3 separate regions of the Mus musculus genome follow, and regions 1 and 3 are each linked to region 2. The links are chromatin contacts, called in public Hi-C and Micro-C maps. All regions are on one chromosome and are shown on one strand. Each heading gives the region's core, a stretch centred on a gene start, on an enhancer-like site or on the middle of the called end of the contact. The rest is flanking DNA. Distances are from core to core; before and after follow the strand shown.

Evidence for each region. A called contact is a pair of places that touch in the nucleus more often than the background predicts.
Region 1: a contact with region 2 is called in a Micro-C map of embryonic stem cells, with 3 times the contacts expected there. The contact joins the promoter of Mllt1 here to the promoter of Ranbp3 in region 2. A contact is called at or near these places in 6 of 39 promoter capture datasets (cranial neural crest, embryonic stem cells, liver and 1 more), 7 of 484 Hi-C or Micro-C datasets (the Ba/F3 cell line, CD4 T cells, the HL-1 cell line and 2 more), 6 of 115 datasets of contacts at active chromatin or transcription factors (embryonic stem cells, memory CD8 T cells and microglia) and 1 of 9 other capture datasets (adipose tissue).
Region 3: a Hi-C map of cortical neurons shows a contact between it and region 2, with 3 times the contacts expected there. The contact joins the enhancer-like site here to the promoter of Ranbp3 in region 2. A contact is called at or near these places in 19 of 39 promoter capture datasets (the 3T3-L1 cell line, 3T3-L1-derived adipocytes, the C10 cell line and 11 more), 3 of 15 datasets of contacts at CTCF or cohesin (the NIH/3T3 cell line, large pre-B cells and pro-B cells), 49 of 484 Hi-C or Micro-C datasets (the AML12 cell line, B cells, the BV-2 cell line and 36 more), 24 of 115 datasets of contacts at active chromatin or transcription factors (the 230-238 cell line, the HPC-7 cell line, the NIH/3T3 cell line and 16 more) and 4 of 9 other capture datasets (adipose tissue, embryonic stem cells, liver and 1 more).

The regions. Positions count from the first base shown.
Region 1 is chr17:56,933,969-56,937,066 of GRCm38.p6, forward strand. Mllt1 (myeloid/lymphoid or mixed-lineage leukemia; translocated to, 1) reads right to left here and starts at 1,420. Exons shown (of 12, transcript NM_022328.2): 1 at 1,295-1,420. The coding sequence starts at 1,306.
Region 2 is chr17:56,671,101-56,674,590 of GRCm38.p6, forward strand. It overlaps Ranbp3 (RAN binding protein 3), which reads left to right and starts at 2,125. Exons shown (of 17, transcript NM_001252466.1): 1 at 2,125-2,311. The coding sequence starts at 2,290.
Region 3 is chr17:56,369,439-56,372,744 of GRCm38.p6, forward strand. Kdm4b (lysine (K)-specific demethylase 4B) reads left to right here. Exons shown (of 23, transcript NM_172132.3): 7 at 2,986-3,089. Among named protein-coding and RNA genes, the nearest start is that of Gm32715, 18 kb to the right of the region's middle. Within about 2 kb of position 1,718, at least 33 of the 459 cell types and tissues checked have an H3K27ac peak or open chromatin away from gene starts, as enhancers often do. A contact at or near this core is called in cerebral cortex, cortical neurons and frontal cortex, where this site is marked.

The sequences.
Region 1 (3,098 bases), core at 170-2,669, 260 kb after region 2:
TGAGGGGAATCTAAAGAAGATGGGGAGGAGCTCACATGGTACAGAGCTGGGTGACATGAGGGGAAGAGGTAGAGGAGGCAGGCTACCCAAGAGGCTGGGAAAAGTGAACTGAAGTGAGTGTCTTAGATGGAGAGAGGGTGTGGCTGGGCAGAGAGCATTCAAAACAGACCTGAAGCTAGCACCTGGTTGGGGGGGGGGTATTCCCTGGAGTTTGGGGAGATTTGGGGTCATGGGCCCAGGAAGAAGGAATCTTCCAAAAAAAGATTGAGGCTCAGGCCCTATTTGGGGTGGTGTAGCATCTAAGAGGATATGTAGGGGGGGCATCCTAAAGTTACTAGCCCTGTCTGTGGGGACTCTGTGTAGACTCTCCACAGAGTCTGATTCATGCTAGGGACCACAGGGGCTGGAAGACCCACTTAAGTTCTGAGACATGTTTCCAAAGATTCTGGGCCATACAAGGATGCCAGGAGCTGTGGGGTGTACTGGAGTTCTGAAGGGAGTCTGGCTAGATTTGGATTCATAAGGGACGTGAGTTCCCGGCTAGACTGGGTGGCTTTGTAATCCCAATGGGTTCCATTCTCTACTGGGATTCTAAATGATTTCCCAGGGGATGTGGGGCCAGGACGGGATCCCCATGGTGCTGTGAGTGGCTATAGGATTCCAAAAGTCTTCCTGGAGAGCTGTGGACCAGGCGGGAGATCCCCAGGGTGCTAAGGTAGTACCAAGGCTCTAAGGGGAATCCCAAAGGGTTCCAGGCTGTGATGATGCCCAGGGCGCTAAATCCCTGGGATCCTGATAAACACTTCAGGAGTCTGTGTGTAAACTGGATTCCTAAGGGGCGCCTCCGGGGACTCTGGAATGAGATGGAGTTCCTAAGGTGTTGAAGCCCTGAGCTCCTGTATGATGCCCAGGGGGTACTCCGGGATTCTAAGGGGTGTCTCACGGGGCTCTGAGCCAGGCTGAGTCCCTCAAGATGCCGCGGCGGTGTGGATACACTACGCTGGCAGAGAATTCCCCAGTGTGGAGTGGGTGGCACTGGGGTGCTGAGTTAGATCCCAAAGGGTTCTGCACCAGACCTGGGGTCGCGATGGGGGAGGGGTACGTGGGTCACAGTGGAGGAGGGGCATCCCGAGATGGCGATGGGGGAAGGACGCCCCGGGGTCGCAGTGGCTGGAGAAGGGCCCATCCGGGTGGGCGCGCGCAAACTCGGTGCCCACGGGGCGGTGTGCGCGCAGGGCCGGCCACAACGCCGCGCAGGGCAGCGGGAGGCCAGTCCCGGGCGGAGGCTTCTTACCTGATTGTCCATGACTGGCGCCCGCCCCGCCCCCGGGCCCGCGTCGCTCTCGCTGCCGCCGCTCAGCAACGCCCCGCCGCTCTCATTGTCTGTCGGGGGCCGCACCGCCGCCGCCGCCGTTCCGGGCCGCCCGCCCGCCCGCCAGCCGCGCTGAACCGGAAACCGCCGCCAGCCCGGGCGGCTCAGCGACCGCGGGCCCCCAGCCGCCGACTCGGGCCCGGCCTCGCCGATGGACAAGCCTCCGAGCCTGTCAGAAGGCCAGAGACCCGCGCGTGGGGCGGGACTTCCGGGCTGGTGGGGGCCCGCCGGGCGACAGTCAGAACGACGAAGCCGTCAGCCAATAGAAAGCCGGCGCCGCAGGGGGGCGGGCGGAGGGAGTGAAGGAGGCGCGAGGCGAGCTCTGCTGAGCGGCGCGAGGTGTGCGCCGCACGTGGAGGGGTTGGGCCAGGCCGTGGCGCGGTGCCTGCGCACTGCGCCCCGGGAGCGGCTCTAGAGGGGACGTCCCTAAAAAGGCCCTAAGAGTTTAAGTTCGAGCCCTGCGGAGGGAGGGAGCGCTGGCGATGTTCGGTGCTCCTGCGTGACAGCGCCGGTGGTTAGTTTACCGGTCTGGATCCTGTAAAGCCAGCGGGTTCAGCCCACTTCTCCTTGCAAAGGCTAGGGTTGTGCATCTGTAAAAAACCAGCCTGTGACTTCAGTGACCTCTTCTGGCCTTCTCAAGCACTGCACACAGGTGCTAGCGCTCGCACACAGACACGCACCATTTAAAATGTAAGCTTTTAAAAAACAAAAACAAACAAAAAAACTTGTCGGAGGTGGTTCTTCTTTCTGTGGTTGTTACAGTGCACATCTGAAACGGAGCCATTCTAAATGATCAGCGGTCTCATTCATTCAACGCAGGGAAAGGAACGGTAGTCAGTAGTCAACCGTAGACTGTGGATACTGACAACTGGGGATTGAACTCAGGGCTCCCGCCATTGAACTACACCCACAGCTCTGTTTTCACTTTTTTACTTGAAGGCCAAGGCTGGGGCATAATTGGTAGAGCACTCTGCTAGAACGATGAAGCCCTGGGTTCTAGCCTCAAGACTCTATAAGCCAAGTGCAGAGATACATGTCTATCATCCTAGAACTTGGATATAAAAGGCAATACAAATTTTTGCTAACCTGAATAAAAGACACACACACAATCCAGGTATTTTATTTACAAACCGTAAGTCTAGGTTGTGCAGCTATTCTAGTTTGGAACTAGTTTGGAGCTATTCTAACTTACATCCCTGCCCATGTGTCCCTTGTGACGTGCTGTTTTTCCTGGCCACATGCTTATGGTCCATCTCCTCTCGTGGCGGCCTCCTCCAGTTTCCCTGTCTTTCTTAGTCTCCTTTCTCTACCTGCAACCTCCAGCCAGGTAACTGAAAACCTGCCTACCTCTATCTATTGCCCAGTCACAGGCTTTAGCCTTTTATTGACTAATTGACTTGGGAGGCTAGGTTACATACGTAGCATCACTTGGGGTATGTGAGGATCTCCTCCTTGGGGGCAACTAGACCTTGGGATACAGAATTTAGCACCTAAATACAAGCAGTACCAGACCAAGCCCCTACACTTGGAGGTGGAGGCAGTAAGACTGTGACCTCAAGATAGTGGTGAGAAAGCCCTCCCTTGTTCATGGAGTAAAGGTGCTATGCCACCAGTGGTTTAACTAGCCCTAACGATGACTGAGGCTCACTCATCGTTCAGAAAGACTAGATCAGGTAAACGGATGTAACTGAGGAGAGGCCCCCGACGGTCTGGTTCTGAAGAGAGC
Region 2 (3,490 bases), core at 875-3,374:
GAGGTCCACTAGTTTAACAAGTTTAGGAGTTTATTGGTTTCTTTTGTTTGTTTGAAATAGGGTCTTACTCTGTAGATCAGGTTGGACTCCATCTCACAGAGATGCACCTGCCCCTCCCTCCTGGGTGCTGGTATTAAGTTCTGTGATAACATAGAGACACTGAGTCACTGTGCAAGGCTCATACAGCACTCAGGAAAACATCATAGTGATGGAAGGTCACAGGGTCAGACAGGGAGGTCCACAGGGGAAAAGGGGACTGAGAAGACCTGGAGCAATGGCTTGACTGGTAAAGCATTTGGACAGGAGTTCAAATCCCAGCACCCACGTGAGAAGCCAGGATGGCTAGGAGGGCCTGTGACCCTAGCCCAGTGTAGCTCCAGGTTGAGTGAGGGAGGCTGTCTGAAGTGAATAAAGCAGACACATAGAGCAGGATCCCCAACCCCCCTACTTCTTCATGTACACTTGCTGTGCACATACATCCACACTCACCACATACACCAGGGAGACAGAAGGTTGCGTTGTATGCACACATTCATGTTCCCAGGAGTTGGAAGCTGAGGCAGGGGGATTACTGAAAACTCCAGACCAGCCTGAGCTATGTAATGACACTCTCTTTCAAAACTAAAAACCAAAAACCAAAACCAAAACCATTGAACCTGGGTATGATGGTGACATATGTTAGCCTAACTTTCTGGCTGTGCCGGCAGGAGGATCAGAAGTACATGGGCACCCTCATCTACAAAGCCATTTCGAGGGCAGTCTGGGCTACATAAAATACTCAAAACTGGGGGTGGGGGGGGAGAAAGAAAGTGTGAGTGAGCTCTTTTTTTTTTTTTTTTTTTTTCGAGACAGGGTTTCTCTGTGTAGCCCTGGCTGTCCTGGAACTCACTCTGTAGACCAGGCTGGCCTCGAACTCAGAGATCTGCCTGCCTCTGCCTCCCAAGTGCTGGGATTAAAGGCATGTGCCACCACGCCCGGCAAGAGTGAGTTCTATATCTGTGGCCCCAGCACTTGGGAAGATGAGGCAGGAGAATTTTGAGTTCAAGACCAGACTGGACTACACTGTGACAGTGTCTCCCTATCTCACAGATCTATAGGAGTATACCCAGATTTAAAATACGTAGTAGCTGCTTTCAGGTGTCTTGTCAGTATGCAAAGGTGAATATAGGTTTGGTTTTCCATTCTCCCTTCCTTTCTTTCTTCCTTACTTCTTCTTCTTCTTCTTCTTCTCTCTCTCTCTCTCTCTCTCTCTCTCTCTCTCTCTCTCTCTCTCTCTCTCTCTTTCTTTCTTTTTTCCAGACAGGGTTTCTCTGTATAGCCCTGGCTGTCCTGGAACTCACTCTGTAGACCAGACTGCCCTCGAACTCAGAAATCCGCCTGCCTCTGCCTCCCGAGTGCTGGGATTAAAGGCGTACGCCACCACGCCTGGCCTGAGTTCTTAGCACCCACATAGTTGGCTTAGACCGGTCACCCACAGTCCAGTTCCAGGATAGCCTTTCCTTTTTTAGCCTTTTGTAGGCACTGCACACACATAGCACTCATACACAAATACATCTTTTCTTATTACTTATTGTTTGTTTGTTTTCAAGACATAGTCTGTGTAGCCCTGGACCAGGCTGCTCTCAAACGGAGATCCTCTTGCGTCTGCCTGAGTGCTGGGATTAAAGGCGTGCGCACCAATGCCAAGTCTAATGCCCAGAGAGGTTAAGAGTCTAGTTTTATTAGGACATCCTGTGTTTGAAATCTAGGGTGACCTCTGACTTTGCCTCTTCCTCAACCACCCCAAATAGCCATAGGAAAGCTGTGTGAAAGGGCCTGGCTTCTGATTCAGGGACATGGGCCACTCCTTCCTGTACGCGGAATCGCTAAAAAGCCTACCTAGGCTCACGCCAGAGAAACAAACAGAGAAAGTGGCGGGATGGCAGTCAGGACAGCAAGCAGCGGCACGTCTCTCCTGCGCATGCGTGGGGCTCGGCCATCCTCCTCCCCCCCCCCCACCTCCTTAACATGCTGCCAATGCTAGGAGCTCAGGACCAATAGCAAACTGGCGCTGCCTGTGCGCATGCGTGCCACGCTAGCCACACCCTCTTCCCTTTGCGGGCGGGAAGAGGCGGGCGGAGAGCCGTTACTGCGCAGGCGCGCGGCCGGAGCTCTAGCGGGTGCGAGCTTCCCTCCTCCTCACACCGGCGCTGGCTTATGGGATGCGCAGGCGCAGAACTCTCCCAGCAGAAAGCCCTCGGAGCCCGGGGGCCGGGCGCGGGGCCTTGTGGGAGGGCTTAAGGAAGTAAAATGGCGGACCTGGCGAACGAAGGTAGGGGAGGCGCCGCCGGGGGCCAGCTGGCGGCAGGCGGGCGCGGGGCGGGAAGTCAAGGGAGCCCCAGAGTCGAAGGGCGAGCGCTTCAGGTTGTGGGAGTTCGGCCTCACCCGGTCTGGGCACCCAGCGGGCCCCCCTACCGTGGAGTCTGGTCCCCGGCCGGGTTCCTCGCGGCAGCCCCGGCTTCTGCCTCCTCCCGACCTCGAGGCTCCTCGGCCGCGCCGCGACCGCCTCCCACCCCCCACCCCCACCCCACGCCTTCCGGCCTCGCAGGCCGCCCGGGGAGCCCAACGGGCCTTGAGACGCGGCTCCGCGGCCTCGAACGAGGCGGGCGAGACCTCCGAGCCTGCTCGCGGGCCCAGCCCGCCACGCTCCCTTCCCCGCTTCCCTCGCCTGGGGCCTGGGCCTCCTTCCCCGGCATAGCCTCAGGCTCAGGTCCGGCTCTCCTTCATCCCGCGAAGGTGCTCGGCCACCCCGACCTGTAGCTTACACCCCGAGGTCTGCTTAAACCCGGACCGGGCGCCCCTATTCCCGCCACAGGGCTCCAGGTCCTTTGAGGTGCACTTGATGCCCCCCATTTAGGCCTGGCCATCTGATCTTGAAACTCCTAACTGCTTCTTCACATCCCGTTTTTATTTTTGACACCGTGAAACCTCCCCTCTGGAGTCGACATCCCATTTAAGGGGTTTGAATATGGTAGGACTACCCAGTTGTTGCAGAACCTGCACGTCTCTTCCTACCAGTCTTCAGAGTCCTTTGGAGTGCAGCTTACATCCCCTGATTTAGGCTTGGCCACCTGATCTGTATTTCCTAATTCAGTGGTTCTCAATCTTCTTAATGCCGTGACCCTTAAATATAGTTCCTCATTGTGGTGACCCCAACCATAAAATTATTTTTGTTACTTCTTCATAACTAGCTTTGCTACTGTTATGAATGGTAATGTAAATGTTTCTGGATTTCCTATTTAGACATTTGCCAAAGGGGTGGCAACCCACAGGTTGAGCACTGATATACTAATTGCTTCCACACCCCCTTTTGCCCCGTGGCCCTGACTCCCTGAGCACTCTGGGATGTAACACTTTCTCAGTCAGCCTGATGCTTGACACCCAGTGGTGGCCCCTTCGGGGCTCCTCCAGGGTTCAGTTTGGGGACTTCAGGGTCTGTTTTTTTTGTTTT
Region 3 (3,306 bases), core at 468-2,967, 300 kb before region 2:
AGCATGCCCTAGCCTGGTCTCTGAGGTCACTGCGAGTGCACTCAGTCTGCCATCAGTGACCCCTATGCCCTCAGATGAGGGCACAGCAAGCTCTGTCAGAAGCCCTGGTCTCCACGGCCGGAGCCTGGCTTTAATACCTGTAGCCCAAGCTGGTAGGGAGTTCGCCATCCTCCTGCCTGGGTCTAGGATGTCTGGGTGAAGAGTGTGTGCTATGATATCTGCCTTTCCCTTTTTCTCACTGCACTCTGATGCTTGGGATGACACCTAGGGCCTCATGAGTGCAGGGCAGCTATCCTAGCCATGTTGGTTTTTCTTTTGCTAGCTTTTAAAGACAGGGTTTAGCTACATTGAACCCTGGCTTATCTTGAATTCACTTTGTAGCCTAAGCTAGCCTTGAATTTACAATCCTCCTGCCTCAGCCTCACAAGTGCTGGGATGACAGATCCATGCCACCATGCCCAGCTCAGCCATTCCTTTGTCAGGTCTAAGTTTGTATGTGGGAATCTAGGGACACACACATTGAGAGCACTGTGAGTCCTGACTACTTGAAAGGTCTGCCTAGCCTCAGTCATCCCCAGAGCAGCCCTGACACAGGAAGACTAACCTGGCTCCTGCAGGACCCAGCTGCAGGAAACATCTTCATACAGCGCCCAGACATTGCCCTCTGCAGTGTTCACCGTGTGGCCTTGAGCAAGGCCACTAAGGCAGTGCTGGCCACATACCTGCTTCCCTGTTCCACTGTGCCCATGCATAGCCTCAGTGGCTGTGAGCAGCCTAGGTGGTGCCCACACAGCTCAGATGCTAAGGCCACAGATGCAGCAGGGTGTCCTGGGAGTCCTTCAGCCCACCATGCAGCTTTCAGCTCTCCACCCCCTTTTCCTAGCCTAGTGCCAGCAGTACATCTCCTAGGCTCTCAGCCTGTCCTCCTCCTCCTGCCTCTGTCTGAGGAGGAGCCGTGAGGACACTGGGCAGGGTGATCAAGCTCAGGCTCTTTAGCTTGAGATGTCTGCAGAGTCTTTTCTGCCCTGGAAGTCGCCACACACAGGTCCTGGGGGTTAGGTTGTGGATACCTTGTAGGTGCCCTGAGTGAGCTGATGTCATTTATAAAACACAAAGGAAATGCTCTTCAGCTGACACCGCAGGGCCTGGGCATGACCTCACAGTTGCTGCCCAGCCTCTGCTGACAGTGTGATGCAGCTCAGTGAGTGAGGCTCAGGCAGTTCTTGCTTTGTGGCCTCTGGAAACAGGGAAGCTGACCTCAGAATGACGCCAGCACCCTCCGTCCATCCCACTCGTCACATCAGCATTCCGAGGGCCAGCAGGGGTGTGCAGCAGCTCAGCGGGATTTCAGTTCTGAACCTCCAGGCTGACTGCTTCAAACACCTGACTTCAGGGTGTGGTGGTGCAGGCGTCCAGACCCAGCACTCAGGAGGCAGAGGCAGGTGGATCTCTGGGTTTAAGGTCCTCCTGGTCCACATAGTGAGTTCTAGGCTATCCAAGACCACATAGTGAGACCCTGCCTCCAACAAGAACAATCTGCCCTGTCCACATAGTCCCGACAGCTGGGTGGGGAGGTTCCCTGGAACCAGAGGAAGGACCGAGCAGTTTGCCCAGGGAAGGGTGGGGATAAGATCGGGAGGCAGGACACAGCAGGAGGCTCCATACAGCTCCCCTGCGGCTCCAGCTTTGGCAGCCCCAAGACCTTCTTTGGGCATGCGCCACTGATGCCACCCACAGCAGAGCTGAGTGGAGCAGGCTCACAGAGTTCTCTGCTAACTCACAGAGAACGAATAGCTGAGCCATAAATGGGCTTATGGGGAGAGGCACCCGCCCGCAGGAGAGCACTGATGTGGGGGCGCTAATCACTTTAGATTTGAGCCTTTATTAGGGCCCTAATGAGAGCCACTTAAGCCGTGCTTAGGAGGGAGACGTGCTGCTGGAAGCTGCAGTCATAATTTTAACTAAGGCGCTTTTAGCACCAAGGAAGGAAAGTTGAGGACTCGGCCGTCATCCCCTCTGGTGCCTGCTCTTCCAGCTCAGCCTCCTGCCAACAGCCAGGGCCTCTAAATCCCTGCTCGCCATGTGCCCTGTGCACATGTCTGTGGGTGTGCATACACTCAAACATGTGCTCTGGAAGCAGAGACCTAGCAGGGACATACTAGCTTAGAAGCTGGGCGAGTGTCTGAGGGATTCTGGAAGGGTCCTTAGACTCTGAAGCTGGCTCAGTTCTCCTCCTGTCCCCTGCTTTGCCCACAGCAGACTTCTGTGACCCTCACTGTGTTCTCTGAGTGTACACAGGACAGTGTTGTGTGGTGAGCAGTCAGTCTAAGAACTAGGTGCCCCCTGCCTCACTTGCTTCCTATGCTGCCCATCTTGGCTGCTGCAGTGCTGCTTTTGAGAGGGTAGAGCTGAGCCCAGCCTACCCTGAGCCTCTGAAAGGATCATCTGTCCGTAGTGGGAACTGCTCCTCAAGGAGCACAAGGGCAGAATCTATGTGGGGATCCCAGGACATGGCTGATCCTTGAGACGGCTGTCTTGTTCTAAGGCAAACAGAACATCTGCCTGGGGAGGTGAGGGGGCCCTGGTAGGAACATAGGCTGCTCCCTGTCCTGAGGTCAGCTGTGTCCTGGGGCCTCATTTCTCCTCTGTGGACTACTAAGGTGCTGGGACCCAGAGGCTGCACACAGCAGCTGCAGCCGTCTTGTTTCTTGGTAGTTCTCAACTTTGCTCTTTGTAGTTTCCCATGCCATTCAGGGAGGAGTTAAATGCTGCCAGCTCACCGAACCCATCCATATGGTCCTGGGATGCTGCCTCCTAGAGGCTGTGTGCTTAGGACACCTTGGTGACTGTCCTAGTGAATAGGGTGGAGTCTGCCTAAGAGCTTGCAGGAGAGCTGTCTGCTGGGCAGCTGTCAGTCACAGGAGTGACAGCTGCTCCTGTCTCCCACACTGACACCCACTCTGACACGGCTTTCCTCCACCCCAGGCTTCTTCCCTGGGAGCTCACAGGGCTGTGATGCCTTCCTAAGGCACAAGATGACACTCATCTCGCCCATCATCCTGAAGAAGTACGGCATCCCCTTCAGCCGGGTATGTACCACTAGGGATGGTTCTGTGGTGGGGACCAACTGGTCTTGGGACATGACCTTGTTCTTTTGAAGGTGAAATGGGTGAGGGCACAGGGCAAGCGTGGGTTTGGCAGGGTCTTCACTGTCCCCAAACCACACAGAGCCCTTTGCTCAAGTACAGATCCCTACTGCTCAGGCCACACCTGGTATTAACTGCTCAGAGTCAACAGAGTGGCTGG